4 separate regions of the Zea mays genome follow, and regions 1, 2 and 4 are each linked to region 3. The links are chromatin contacts, called in public Hi-C maps. All regions are on one chromosome and are shown on one strand. Each heading gives the region's core, a stretch centred on a gene start, on an enhancer-like site or on the middle of the called end of the contact. The rest is flanking DNA. Distances are from core to core; before and after follow the strand shown. Region 1 holds the start of LOC103630348 (gibberellin receptor GID1-like). Region 2 holds the start of LOC100285827. Region 3 holds the start of LOC542759 (pyruvate, orthophosphate dikinase 1). Region 4 holds the start of LOC100193389.

Region 1 (3,797 bases), core at 647-3,146, 130 kb before region 3:
TCTCCTCCATGACCTCGTGGTAGTGGTCCGTGTTGGACAGCAGGTAGAAACCCACGGTGGCCTTCTCACGGTACACGACCTTCACATGGTGGCCGTCTTGCTGGAGGCCCTCGGCGTACGCCAGCTGCCGATCGCAGGTGAGGTCCAGGCCCGACACGATGATGAGGCTCTTGGTGAAGGGGAGCCCCCTGAGCCGCCGCCCGTTCGGCCCGAACGGGTTGCACGCCGGATGGTCCCGGTCGGCGTCCTCGGGCAGGTACGCCTTCCAGTACCAGTCCCTGTCCTGGAGCGTGACGAAGTACTTGCCGTCCAGCCGCCGCTCCGACTCGGTGCGCTCGGTGCCGCCGAACATGGCGTTCAGCAGGATGTTGCCGCATATGTTGATCCCGGCGTCGGCGGCGCGGACGGCCACGTGGTGGGCGATGTTGCCGCCCGAGCTGTCGCCCGACAGGAACACGCGGGGCCGCCCGTCCCCGCCGCTGCGGAGGAAGGGCTGCGACGTGGCCCACTTCAGCGCGGCCCAGCCGTCGTCGTAGGCGCACGGGTACCGGTGCTCGGGGGCGCGCCGGTAGTTCACGGACACCACCACGCCCTTGCTCAGCTTCACGAACCGCCGGCACAGGTTGTCGTAGATGGCCGTGCCGGAGGACGAGTGGGCGAAGCTGCCGCCGTGGAAGAAGAGGATCACCGGGAACGGGTCCGGAGACGGCCCGCCGCCGAGGAAGTCAAGGATGGGCAGGGTGACCGCGGCCGCGCCCGCGCCGCCGTTGTTAGTGGCGGCGCGGTAGATGCGGACCTCCAGGCCAGTGGACGTGTCGATGACGTGGTCGGACGAGGAGACCCCCTCCTGGGCCCGTGCGTCGGGCGGCACCCGGCGGTCGAGGAACTCGGCGAGGTCGCGGTCGAAGGTGCCGTCGGCCCGCCGGAGCATGTTGTACGCCAACTTGAAGTTGGAGATGAGCACCCATGTGTGGATCGGCACCGCACCCTGTACAACAAGAAGGAAACCAACATCAACAACAGTTTCAGCCCACCCCCCTCCTATTCCTTTTGCAGTTTCCTGGCATGGGTGAGAACGGCAACGAGAGCTGCGATCTTTGGCCTCCTCTTGCCAGAAAAGATGGAAGCTTTGGTCGCTACCGTCTTGTTAGGCAGCCATTTCCGTGGGCATCCATCGCCACTCCCTCCCAAACTCCCAAAACAACGGGGGCAAGCGAGAAGAGGATAAAATTGGGGGTTGAGCCCAAAGGGGAAAGGAAGGCAGCGATTGACCGGGAAATCGCCGGCCAGCGCTGGCCCCCAATCCACCGTCCACCCAATCATAAAGCGGCGGCACAAATCGGGAGCCGCAGCCCTGGCGCACCCCTACAGAAGAACGCTCCCCCAAACGCGTAACCGAGGCGGGAGCCGGACGCAAGGACGGCGGAGCACATGCCCGCGCCAAACTAGTATATCAGTACAAGAAGGAAGCCCAAGGAAGGAAGCAACGGCAGCATCGCGCGCACCTTGCACTCGTTGCGGTTGACCTCGTCGCTGCCGGCCATGGCGGTGGGCGGGCGCCGCTTGCAAGCGCAAGATCTCTCCCCCGGGCAACAAAGCCTGGCTTTGCTCACGGCATGGGCCCCGGAGGACCGGCCACGCCAAGTGATCCCGCTGAACCGAGCTCGGCTCGAGCGCCGCGCCCTCCCGCGTCCCCGATCTCCTCGGGGCAAAGCCCCCTTCTCCTCCGCTCCAATACAAATCCCTGACGCCACCAACCTCTGGGCTCGACGAGCCAAGAAGGGGAACGAGCACCAGGCTGGCGCGCGCGGGCGGCAGAACGAGGAGAAGAGGCGAGGCGAGGCGGGCGCTGGAGCAGAAGCGCTGTAGGCTGTGGTGTGTGAGGCGGGGGCACAGGGGGCGAGGGAGAGATGGAGGGCAACAGGAAGGAGGGGAGGGGGGGTAATAGCGGGGGCGGGCGGAGGCGGACGGACGGACGGAGGAGACGACAAAACCGGCCGGCTCAAAAAGTAAAACCCGCGGGGGATGCGGGGCCCACACGCGCCCACTTCTCTCCCTACCCAAGCTGCCAATATTTTTCTCTCCCTCTCACTGATCAACTCCTCCTTCCTTTCTCTCTCTTCGCCTGGCTTTTGTTTGTTTATTTCTTTCTTTTTGAGGGTTTCGCGAGAAGGTTTGGATGGATCTGCCGAGCCGAGGCGCCCGACGACGACGAATCGACCCCCCCCCCCCCCCCCCCCCTTGCGTGGCGCCGCCCTTTGGGACGAAAGTTGCCCCTTGTGCTTTTCGTGCTCGCTTGCCTTTTGTCCTGCGTCGTGGTCGTCGTGGCCTGGAGCCCTGGACATGGGGTTACGATACAACATTCAGAAGAAATGACATGACATAGCACGAATTTGGGCAACATAAGTGAATCAGGCTCCGTTGCCAGACAGAAGTGAATTTGGGCAACCGCAGTATCCGTTGGAAATTTCAGTTATAGATTTCGATCCCTGACTCAAGCTTACAATATTCTGCTGTGGCCAGACAGACAGACAAGCAACCGCGCCGCGCGACCTGACCACGATGGCACACCTGACAAGTGTCTATACCGTTACCCTCTCCCGTCCTTGACAACCAGGCTGGTGTGAGTCCCGCGGTGAGATGTCGTGTGTCACCAAGTTCTGCCTCATGATCTCCCCACCTCTGTGAATCAGGCGTCGAGCCAGTATCTTAATTTGGTAGCAAAACTCGATCCGACTCCAAGCAAAGAAACGCCAAATCCTTAAACACCAATCCATGCATGCAAATGTGTTTCTTCAGCTGAGAAGTATGCAACACTAGATGAATTGTCACACCACTCGATTTTAAAGTACAAAACCAGGTGATACATTCTTATACATGCAAATAACTTCATTAATGGTGACCAAACGCAGCATATAAAAAGTATGATTACTACATCTCATAAAAACATCATAATCTTCGTCTTTAGAATCACGGGAACTGTCAGTGGGGCGAGAGAGAATGGGGATGTGCTGGTGAAGATTTGAGAAGAAGTAGACTAAGATTGCCTTGTGCATAAAAATTTTATTGACTCTAATTCGCTCTCTTCGAACGCTTGTTTCGATCTTTCATACGTGTTCTTCCATTGTTGTGCTATTCATAAGAATGCAGTCCACGAAGATCAATACACTCCGGTGGAGCAGCGCTACAAAAATATTGTTCACCAAGCTCTAAAATATAGCCAAAGCGTTTGTAAAGTCCAAACAACATCACCATGGCCTCGTAGAAACCTTGATGTGTGCAAAAGTCAGCCTTGTATTCAACCCCCCCCCCCCCCCCCCCCCCTCTGCCACAACTTGAAGTGCACAGGCACTGTAGCTCATCTGACACTCCATCTGCCATGACAATATTATTCCACTGCTCCCTCCCTATCTCTCTTATGCTTCTCTTCTAAGTTCTTGTACACTGTAATACTCGGTTTGTACAATTTTTTTCTCTTATAGTAATAAAATATTTTTCGTGATGTAGAGGTTTTCCCTACAGCCTTTTCCTGTAAAATAATTATTCCATTGCACACAAGAAGAAATGCCACCCGCTCTCTTCAGACCCTGCAACTTGGGTACTGTTGTCGGTACACACTCATGTATCTGAACCTTAACTACCTCTAAAGCAGTCCGATGTCCCTGATATGTAATCCGCATAACTTTTGTTTTATAGTCCACCCCTGGACTGGTAGCTCAAATCGGTTAAGAAGAGCGAATATTTTAATATTAAGTTAATTTCTAAAATAATTAGAACATAACCAATGGATAAAATTA
Region 2 (3,463 bases), core at 643-3,142, 250 kb before region 3:
ATTGGTGGATTAGGGGGTGTTTTGAATGCACTAGAACTAATAGTTAGTTAGATAAAAATTATTAGTGGAATTATCTAGCTAACAAATAACTACCTAACTATTAACTAATTTACCAAAAATAGCTAATACCTAAATTATTAGCTAGAGGTGCTTGGATGTTTCAACTAATTTTAGCCACTAACTATTATCTCTAGTACATTCAAACCCTTCTAATTACTACTGCCAGTTTATGTGATTACAATCCTACAAAAGCGTATGGAAATTATAGAAAGCGCCATAGTAAAGATTGTCATTCGATAAGATTGGCCAGTCCTAGACCACCACACTATCCTTGAGTTTAGGTTATTCTCAATAACAGTGTCACCAAACATTTTATCACGTTAATTTTTAGGTTATTCTCAATAACAATGTCACCAAACATTTTATCACATTAATTGTTAGACCGTATTAGATGGTGCGATGACATATCAATGTTTAAATAACAAAGAGAAGATATCAGTTTCATCACCGTGACATGGTGCTAACATGTTTCCAAGACATGTGAAATCGCGACCAAAAATATTTCATGGCAGAGCCAATGCACGCGCGACTGCTTGGAGTCGATGATCTTGCTAAGGCTTTATCTTCCCCTCGCCCAATCTTTCATTGTTCCCATGACTCTCCTTCTTCGTCATTCTACAGCAAGACTTTCCTTCCTCAACTGATCATTGTCCGTCCCCATCATCCGTCAATTTGCCGTCGTGGCCCGTTCATTGCCCACCGCCCGTCCCCATCCCTCGTCGTCGACTCCCATCTCAAACCGCTCGCCGCTTCCACCCGTCCCCATCAGCACACTACTTCCACGTCCCTTTTTGCACATGTTTTATTTACAACAAGAGGAACGTCAAACATAGTGATAATAAAAAAATTGTGCTGCAAAAAACCGTGCTATCAAATAGCGCTATGTATCAACAAATAATTTGATTTTACTCTAATTTTACTGAAACTATGTATTCTATCGTAGCATATTGTATACCATAGTACTAAAATACTACGGCCTAAAAAAAACTCCACTTTTAAACATGCCCTATTGTGTGCTATGGGAGAACCGTTCGAACAGCTCCCCCCTCCAAAGTACATCATATATGAGGTGAGGGAACGGTAGGGTGGATTGTTGGAGGTGACATGAGGCCATGTGTAACGACGTCTGCTACCCGCTACCCCTCACCATTTAGGCGGCTACAATTGTTCACTAGAAGCCGCACCGGTTGCCCTTTCCGCGCCTCCCAAACGTCGGATGTTTTCTCTCTCTCTCTCATCAGTTGTGTGGTGTTCCTTTGGCACGGTTACATTTCGTGTTTTGTGTAATCGGGTAATTGTTAGTAGATGAAAAATTATTAGTGGATGAGAAATAGAGATATAAAATGATATTTTATGCTTGTAGTGGACTATAGGAAGATTATTTAGAGAAAACTAATGCTGGAGATGAAAAAAAATAGAGTGAAATTTTGACAATGTAGTGAGGACAAAATTAGAGGAGCCACGCAGGCAAGCAGCAGGACGCCCGCCTCGTCATCGCCTGTCAGCTCAGAGTCACAAAGAAACGTAGACGCCAACTACCAACAGCACGCGACCTGCCGCCTGGCCCATACTCTCCCAGCCAGGCACAGCCCCGCGCGGTCTCCCCCTCTCGCCCGCACCCAACCCAGCCAACACCGACCAGGAACAGGCCCGGGAGGCCACCGCCCACCAACACGGACCCCGACTCCCGAGTCCCGAGCCCCGAAACCACCAGTCCACCACCGCGCAGAGCAACGAGGCACCCATCAGTCCATCACGGCAGCATCCAGCGCCCGTCCCATCCCACCCCACGCCCGCCAGTTATAAATAGCCAAGCGTATGGTTGGGGCCACAGACAGAGAGAGACCCTCCCCTCTGGCGGTCTGGCCTCCGTCCCCACAACCAAACTGCGCGAGCGCGAAGGAGCACGGACAGCACAGCGGCACAGCGCAGACGCGGCGGCGGCCCAATCCGGAGGGCGCGACCGTTCCTTTTTCTGTCCGTCCCTTCCTCCCTCCCTTCGTTCGTTGGCCTCCTCCTCCTGTTCCTCTTCTTGGCGCGGCAAGAGGAGGAATAGCAGGAGAGGGGCGCCCCGATCCATAGGGCAACGACCAACGGCACGCCGCCGCCGCCGCTGCCACGACAAGATGGCGCGGTTCATCCTTAGCCTGATGGAGCTCGGGGTCAGCGCCACCGTGCACATGCTCTTCGGCCTCTACGTCTTCAGCACGGCCGTCGCCGCAGACATCTCGCAGGCGGCCGCGGCGTCGGGGTGTCTCCTACTGCGCCGGCCACCCCCCGCGGCGGCGGGCTCGACCGGGGGAGCGCTCGTCGACGTCGCCGCGGCGGGTGAGAGCGACGAGCTCAGGGGCGCCGCGCCCGTCATCCTCGATGCATCGCCGCCGCCCATCGTCCTCGTCCACGGCATCTTCGGCTTCGGCAAAGGGGTACGAAGCCAATCGGAAACTCTCTCTCTCTCTCTCTCTCTCTCTCTAAACTCTCTCTCTCTCTCTCTCTCTCTCTCTCTCTCTTCTCTTCTCTTCCAGCCTTCCTGGCGGGGGCGGCGAGTGTTTGGTGAAATGCCGTGGCGGCAGCGTCCTCACGTGTTTTCCTCTTCGGTCTTTGCTTCCGTGCGCAGAGGCTCGGTGGCCTCTCCTACTTCGCCGGCGCCGAGAAGAAGGACGACCGCGTGCTCGTGCCGGATTTGGGGTCGCTCACCAGCATCCATGACAGGTGGGTGGTTCAAAAAAAAAACTACTACTACTAGCGGAGATACTTCTCTGATCATTATCAATCAATTCATCGTAATAAAAAAACCTGCCAAATATTCCCGTTTGGTAGTTGCCCGCTGCTTTAACTTTTTGAATCGCCTTAATAGTAGATTATTATGTTACTTACTATGATTTGGTATCTTCTCCGTGTCTGTGAACAAGAAAGATTATGTTCCCATGAATATAGATCGCTGGAGAGTTAATTGTTCCTAGCGATGCAGGGCGCGTGAGCTCTTCTACTACCTCAAGGGTGGGCAGGTGGACTACGGCGAGGAGCACAGCAAGGCTTGCGGCCACAACAGGTTTGGAAGAATATATCACACAGGTAGAGATTCCAAAGAACACAATACATGGACATGACCTTTCAAAAATTTATTTATCCATTAGTTCTTACATGGCTGTTCTAATTTGGTGCAGGGCACTATCCTGTGTGGGACGAGCACAACCCAGTGCATTTTGTGGGGCACTCTGCTGGCGCGCAGGTTGTGAGGGTGCTGCATCAGATGCTTGCCGACAAGGTACGTAAACAAGAGATTTTTTGGTTTTACTCACAAGTGATAGCTGTTTATTGCTACTGGTGGAATTAGTCATGCCTATCATGTGCTTTCGGAGGGATGGTTCATGTGAGTTGGAGTACATGATTAGAGCACCCA
Region 3 (3,657 bases), core at 958-3,457:
GGCGAAAACCATGGGCATGGACTGCTCTCTGCACACCAGTTTGTCTGGTTCTTAAAATCTTACATATATAGGGTAGTAGTAATTAGTATCGCTACAAAATAGACGGCGTCACTCTGTATTGATAGTCGTGCGGCAGTTTGTCTTGTTATAGTAATAAAGGTTTCAAGGCATGGAACTAACGCTTCGGCAGTTTTGATTTGATTGAAGACAAGATAATATCGATCACCGGCCAGCAGGATCAACTTTTTTTTCTTTTGAAAAAAAGGATTATATTTACATGTTCCAAAGAGATATTATGTATTGATGCAACCCTAAACCCAAGTCCACTAACGTCCACAATCAATTAATACCTCAGGTCTAACCCAATAAAAAAATATTGCAAGTGATCAGGGTATATTTGAAAATAGTCCAGAATTATTAATGCACAACCATCTTCTATTATTTAGGAGGTAGATATGAGCATGTGTCACTCGACCCAACCAACCTGACCCGATCTGACTAATACAACGGGCGGGCAAGGGCTATAGATTTTGACCCGCTATAATCCACGTGTCAGACGCGGGCCATGATTTTTATCGAAAAACCGACCCAACACATCCAACCAAGAAACACAGGTAACCTGGCCCGATACTAGACACGAATCGGGCGCGAGTCGTACCAAATAACCCAAGGTCCGATATTGATCTGATCCGATATGTCTACTTTTAGGTATTGAGGGAAGTTATTAATTCACTACTTTTTATGATAATTATTGGAGATGCTCTTGCGTCGAGAGAAAAAAACCTCACTTCACATTTGATATGATTGAGCCCTCTATTTGAACCAGGTTTGGGCTGGGCTATGCATTCATGGGATGGGCCTAATTTGTCTGATGCCCGTTTTCCTTACCCAAACACCTCCAATAGCTTGAATGGGCCTACCTTATGGGTCTTTTCGGGCCATATCAATTGCCTGCCAAGCCCGAAATGCTCTAGTCTAGTTAGTCCCACTTCCCAAGTTTGGAGTAAAAAAAGGAAGGACTTATTCTTATGAAAATTTGAATGTTTTGAACAAAAACAAGAACTTGTTTGGGAATTCTTACTTCTACTACTACTATTCTCGATGTCCTCTGCGTAAATGATTTTCATAATTAGGTTTAAATTTAAGCGAAGGTGGTCACAAGGACCACAGGTGTTGTAACGCAAACGTTGGTGGTACGGGCAGCGTCGGTCGTGGAGACACCACCTTGCTCGTCGGGTTGGAACTGTCCATATGGTGGTGAGCTCGGACATGAGCATTTCAGAAAACACTTGTTCATCTCCACGCTTGCGAGGACACCTTGACACGCCTTGGTGGGAAGACATGAGCTCGCGCTCGACGGCGGGATCAACTTATGTGTGGTGGCGTGTGTATCCTGTCCTGTGTTCTGTATTTGTGAGAACTCCTTTCGTATTTGCGGAATCATATTCATGATATACGTAATCTATACGTAATTCTGTGTACTTGTGTTATATTAATATATCTATTAATCACCAAATATTACGTATATTATAATACGTTAACGCACGACATGCGGATTAGACCGGTTTTTATGTGTATATTACTGAGTGACTTTATATATACATGTATACTTCGGGGTTTTTTTTGACTTTTTTTTGTCTTTATTTATGTGTTTCCTGTCCGTTAATTTTCATCTCAGCAGTCACAGCAACATACATGTATCCGGCCAATCAAAAAATGCTCTCTCGGCTATATTGGCTGGCTGCCTCGCGAATTCAGTTTCTAAGAGCTGCAAGGGATACCTTTTTGGTCGTCTGTATCGGCGCGGCGTCAACGACGGCCCTCAGCGGCGAGCAATGCTGGCCCCGTCCCGCGCCGGAGTCGGAGCGGATGACGCCGGCGGCTTTGGCGTGCGGGGGCCTCGGCGCTGCGACCGATCGGCGGGCGAAGGAGGTCGCTTCCCTGTCCCTGGTGCATTTTGAGCCCGGCTTCTGAACGCAGATGGCCCTGGAAACCGACGCCGCCATCCTTCCGATCCCCTCCTGCGCCGACCCAGGGAAGGCAGTCCACGCGCGTAGCTCGATGGGTTGCACGATCATATGGAGCAAGGGGAGAGGGAGCCGAGAGCTGCTTACTACGTGACCGCCCCGCGCCTGCTGCTGTCCGGAGCTCCAACGGAGCTGGAGAGGGGGTGTGTGTGGCGAGTGAGTACAGCGAAAAGGTGAGAGGCGAACGGGTGAATCCTGCACGCGGAATGCCTTTATTCTTATACCATCCGTGGGGCGCGACGGGGTTCACACGCGCCCCTATCGCAGCGGCTGCTCACCTTATCCCGGACGTCTCCACGCCTGTGGCTCCGGACGACGAGCCTCCTGCCTCCAGGCAATTCGTGAACACCCAGACCCTCATCCTTCCAGCTCCGGCCTCTTGGGCTCTTGCGGCGAGTGGCTATAGTGCCGCGACGCCTTCCACCTCCGGCCTCTTGGGCTCTAGCGCTTGGGCTGTAGCGTACGAGTGGCTACAGGCACACGCGGCACGACTCCACTAGTATTTCTACGTACTTCAGCTCGTCGTAGTTAAGCACAAAAAAAATTATATAATCGTCTCAAACTAGACATCAAAGATAGAGCACGGTTTTAAGGAAAAATAATTAAGATCAGTTTCATAATTTTTGAAGACAAAACTATATTCAACTGAATTTTTTAATACTAAACTAAATTTTATTATTTTCCATGTAAAAATATTTGGATATTTAAAAAACAGTTTATGAATTTTTGAGAGCCTGATTTATCACTCTGAGCTTTTAACTAGTTCATTTTACCTCTATCTAACATGGCGCCACATTAGCAAAATCACCATTAAAATTATCTAGTCTAGGGTAAAGAAAGAGACAATTTGAAAAGTTAAGGAGTGTTTAAAAAACCAGTTGTATAAACGAGAGAGGTAAATCAGATGACTACAAAAGAAAGACAATGAAAGCTAAGAGCATCTTCTCTATCTACGTCAGGCCTTCCACCTCCATGTCTTTAGATTGCTTTCAGTACTTTAGCCAACGCCTCCATGGGGTTCAACTCATCTTCCAAGAACTTTACAACACCCACTCTCAATCTTAAAGTTGAAGATTTTGTAGAAAATTGGATGACTTTGGGAACTTCTTTTCTATCCATATTTTATTCGGAACATTCTAAATTCTCCTAAAGAATAATGGCGAAGATGAAAATTTTGACATGATATTTACTATTGTTTATAGGTAGACACTCTTCAAAAAGATCTTGCAAACTTTATGGCATTCTTAGGCCTCCTTAAAAGAGTCCCAAATGGTTCTTCCCATGATGCACCCAAAGAAAATGTGATCTTCATTTTCCAATTCCTCGCAAAGACACTTCACATTTCCCTACTACTTCCTTTTTAGATCAACACCTGTTTGCAACTTGCCCTATGACTAACCACATAAAAACCTAAATTTTCATTGGAGCTTTGTTCTTTTAGAGTTTACTCATCCTCTTGTTCACAATACCCCTAAAAGTTTACCTGTAGTACGTGGATCTTGTTGTATACTGTCTAGATTTCTCTAACGACGAAGATAACATATATTCTCGTTTAGTAATTATCACTCCTTCCAAAATGTCCAGCAACCTTTCCCACTCTTTCATGTCCTCCACCCCAGGGAAAATCTAA
Region 4 (3,701 bases), core at 1,166-3,665, 170 kb after region 3:
TTCCCTTCCAACACTCCGCCACCTGGCCGGAGATCTACTCTCCGACAACTGCCTAAGGCATGAAATGGTCGTTTCCTAAAGCAATATCATCCTAATGTATGGCAAGATGCTTAGAAAACCAATGGACTTCCATCAAGTTCTTTATGGCATATACCATGTGCTTTTGGTTCGCCTAAGCTTACCCAAAAGCCAGGGCATCATGTGTTGAACACCATATGTGGTACCTGGCAAGGCTGGATACAGTAACCTATAACTTAATAACCACAACACAATTATGTTGGCACTTGTTGAGCACCATATGTGGCACCTGTAAAGGCCAGATAGTCCGACCATGTGGCTCGGACGGTCTGTGGCCTAGACAGTCTGCGATAGGATTAACTCTAGCGAGAAACCCCCCTTTCCTGGCGTGCTTATCCATCTAATCACACAGATTCTGTTGGGGGACGCCTAAGAACGACACAATTGGCGCACGACACAATCGATCCAAATCAATATTATCTACTTTATTTACTTTTTGTTTATCGTTTCCTTTACTTCCTTGCCCTAGGAGTAGCGGCAATTAGTCTTCCTCAATCTAATTTCTTAATCCCTCTACGGCTCTACGACGTCTTGGGATGCCCCGGTGGTCTGCCGATCCCGTAGCACCCTTGGATCTCTTCTCCCCGACGAGGTCCCTCCCGGGAGCCGAGATCTAGGGTTCTGTTGGAGAAAAAGACCACTGCACCATCGCGGACTGTTCGAACCCCATGCGTGGACCATACGACTTGACGTAGGGAAGAAAACCCTCCTGTAGCGAGGTCGTCGCACTGTCCGGCCCAACATCGTGGATCGTCCCCTGGCAGTAAGCACAGTATGTTGATACATCTCTAATGTTTGGATTCAAATCGGAGCCAACAAGAAGCATAGCAGCCATGGGGAGGGGTTTCAATGGCCAGGAAAAAAAGAGTCGTTTTGTAGTAGTGGAGTATTAGAAAATTTGGCACCTCTTTTTGCAAAAACGGCCTCCAATGACACTTTGCATTTTCACAGCTTTCTAGTTCAAGTTTGCGCAATAAAGCAATGGGAAATTTGCAATGTCCACTTTTTTTCCATTTGAACTCCAATGTCCACTTGTCGAGTTAAGGTAGAAAGTAGATCAGCGCTGAAATTTCTATATATTAAAGCTGGGAGCAAATACGCTCTCCCAGCCTATACACGTCAGTACTTTTTCTTTTGTCCGTATGATCAAAATCTAACGGTGCACGAGGATGACGCTAGATGCATCGCTTTCTCTGTGGCTTCGTGCAGTCGGCCGGACAAAGGCTGGCAATGTGGGCACGCCATACCACACAGGAGGAAGCCACGTACACGTTGCTGCCTGCCAGCTAGCCTGCCAAGGCCTTGGACGATGCGCCGGTTCAGGCGTAGCCTACCGCATGCAGCGATACTGTGGCCAGACAGGAAAGAGAATAAAAAGTATCTCCCAAAAAAACAAGAATCAATATGACAAAGAAGGCAAGCACGAAGGCAAGGAACGAAAGCACGTTATATGCTGGATACAAACACTTTAGATAGGAGAGGATACCCTAGCTATTATAGAACAAATCTAATATTTTTATATAGATCTGTGTAAAGTTCGATGTTAATCTTTTGTTGTGTTATATGCATATTATTATAAATAAGAATAAAATATTGTATTAGTTGTTTTATACAATATTTGTTCTCTACAACAAAAAAACATGAAAATTTTTCTATATCTGTATCTGAATTTTATATCTATCATTTAAAAAGATATATAATAAATTTGAGGTTTACTTTCTATAAAACTTTTAAAGATCATTGTAAAAAATAAGAATCTAAACTTACACAACATATTTTATATCCTATTTATTCATAATAATAAAAGACAAAAAATAATATCCGACTTTTTCATCCCTACTAATTTAGAATAGTGTATAGAGCCTACTAAACTCAATCTTCCTTCCTATCGGCTGTTGGATGATACCGTTGGATGATCAATGTCAATTCTAATCGTACATAGACCACCACGACTACTAAAAACAACATGTGCGTATATACATAATCATTGTTAGATTAGTTATATAAAAAAACTACGCTTCCAAATAGCTCCCAACAATATCTACGTCGGTGTTTTTTTCACTTGGTATGATTAAGATTCATGTCGCATGACCACTCTTCATCGTCTGTAGCGAGCCAGCAGCAGGCCGCGCGCTGGGCGAGCGGTAGCTACTAGTGCAATTGAACCGACGTAGGCTAAAGCTTTGGGGCTGAGCTGGGCGGCAAAAGTTATTTGTACGCGGGCCGAGCTGAGCCTGGACGGCTACGGTGTGCGAATTAGGCCCGGTCCTGTGTCCTCTACGGCCATGCTCAAAACACGATACGGTGGCCTTCCCTGCTCACACACAGCGAATCAACGCTGAATTCACCATCCAACGGACTGCACCCAACATGCTTGCGAACGTCTGCCGGCGGCGGCTCACCATCCCCCTCTCCCCAATCCTCGCCGCCGCCGCCGCCGCCGCCAGCGGCAAGAATCCCATCCACTCCAACCACGCGCGCGCCCTCCTCTCTCAAAGCTACTACTCGTCCGCCGTTCAGGCGGCGCCCGACCGCGAGCCCTGCCCCACTACGGTCTCCTACCTGGTTTCCTGCGGTGTCTCCCCCGCCGTCGCCGCCGCTCGCAAGGTCCGCATCCGGGACACGGACCGGGCCGACGCAGTTCGGGCCCTCCTGCGCAAGTACGGCTTCTCCGAGGCGGATATCACCCGCACGGTGCGTTTAGACCCGCTGCTGCTCACCTTCGATCCAGACCGCACCATTCGCCCCAAGCTCGACTTCTTCGTCTCGCTCGGGATCCAGCCCCGCTTGCTCGCCACCGAGCCCCACATCCTCGCCCGCAGCCTGGAAAAACACATCATACCCTGCATCGAGTTTTTCCGCACCATCCTTCGTACCGATGACAACATCCGCATCGCCGTCTCCCGCGTGCCCCGCGCGCTCATGACCGATATCGAGAGCACCATGCGCCCCGCCGTCGAGGCGTTCCTCAGCCACGGTCTCTCCATGGAAGCCATCGCCAAGCTTCTCATGATTCACATGGGAATGATCAAGACACCGCCGGAGCGCATCCGCGAGGCCTTCCATGACCTCAAGGCGCTCGGCCTCCGCGTCACGGATACGGGCTTCCTCTACGGCTTCCGCGTCATTTGCAGCCTTAGGAGGGAGACTATGGTGCGCAAGGTGGCGGTTTTCAAGAGCTTCGGGGTGTCCGAATCTGACCTTTTCAGGGCGTTCAAGACGCAGCCCACCATACTGCTCGTCGGAGATGAGACCATAAAGAAGAAGTTCAGGTTTTTCTTGGATGTGATGAAGCTTGAGATAGCTGATGTGATGGCGCAGCCACTGACTCTGGCGTTGAGCTTGGAGAAGAATATCATGCCAAGGTGCGCCGTGCTGAGCATATTGATGAAGGAGGGTAAGCTTAAGCGGACACAGAAGTTGATTCCACCACTGCTTTCCAATTCTAGGGTCTTCTCGGAGAGGTATGTGTTGAGGCATGCTAAGGATGTGCCTGATGTTGTTAAGGCATTTGAGGGCAAGATTAAATTTCAAGGGTTTGGGGAATCAGAGGTTAGGACTTCTGTGCCACTGAATGACTGAAGCCCAAACCCCAGGATTCTGAAATCATGCTTATTTGTTAG

The links. A called contact is a pair of places that touch in the nucleus more often than the background predicts.
Region 1: a contact with region 3 is called in a Hi-C map of endosperm, with 4 times the contacts expected there. The contact joins the promoter of LOC103630348 here to the promoter of LOC542759 in region 3. A contact is called at or near these places in 11 of 25 Hi-C or Micro-C datasets (bundle sheath, ear, endosperm and 4 more).
Region 2: a contact with region 3 is called in a Hi-C map of ear, with 1.7 times the contacts expected there. The contact joins the promoter of LOC100285827 here to the promoter of LOC542759 in region 3. A contact is called at or near these places in 4 of 25 Hi-C or Micro-C datasets (ear, leaf and tassel) and 1 of 3 datasets of contacts at active chromatin or transcription factors (leaf).
Region 4: a contact with region 3 is called in a Hi-C map of endosperm, with 2.1 times the contacts expected there. The contact joins the promoter of LOC100193389 here to the promoter of LOC542759 in region 3. A contact is called at or near these places in 2 of 25 Hi-C or Micro-C datasets (endosperm and leaf mesophyll).

The regions. Positions count from the first base shown.
Region 1 is chr6:157,209,075-157,212,871 of Zm-B73-REFERENCE-NAM-5.0, reverse strand. LOC103630348 (gibberellin receptor GID1-like) reads right to left here and starts at 1,896. Exons shown (of 2, transcript NM_001322979.1): 1 at 1,506-1,896; 2 at 1-988. The coding sequence starts at 1,544. It overlaps LOC103630347, which reads right to left. Exons shown (of 2, transcript XM_020540246.1): 2 at 3,768-3,797.
Region 2 is chr6:157,322,052-157,325,514 of Zm-B73-REFERENCE-NAM-5.0, reverse strand. It overlaps LOC100285827, which reads left to right and starts at 1,892. Exons shown (of 8, transcript NM_001158717.2): 1 at 1,892-2,486; 2 at 2,678-2,772; 3 at 3,032-3,135; 4 at 3,228-3,328. The coding sequence starts at 2,187.
Region 3 is chr6:157,074,898-157,078,554 of Zm-B73-REFERENCE-NAM-5.0, reverse strand. LOC542759 (pyruvate, orthophosphate dikinase 1) reads right to left here and starts at 2,207. Exons shown (of 19, transcript NM_001112268.2): 1 at 1,782-2,207. The coding sequence starts at 2,006.
Region 4 is chr6:156,909,141-156,912,841 of Zm-B73-REFERENCE-NAM-5.0, reverse strand. LOC100193389 reads left to right here and starts at 2,415. Exons shown (of 1, transcript NM_001138518.2): 1 at 2,415-3,701. The coding sequence starts at 2,449. The coding sequence ends at 3,660.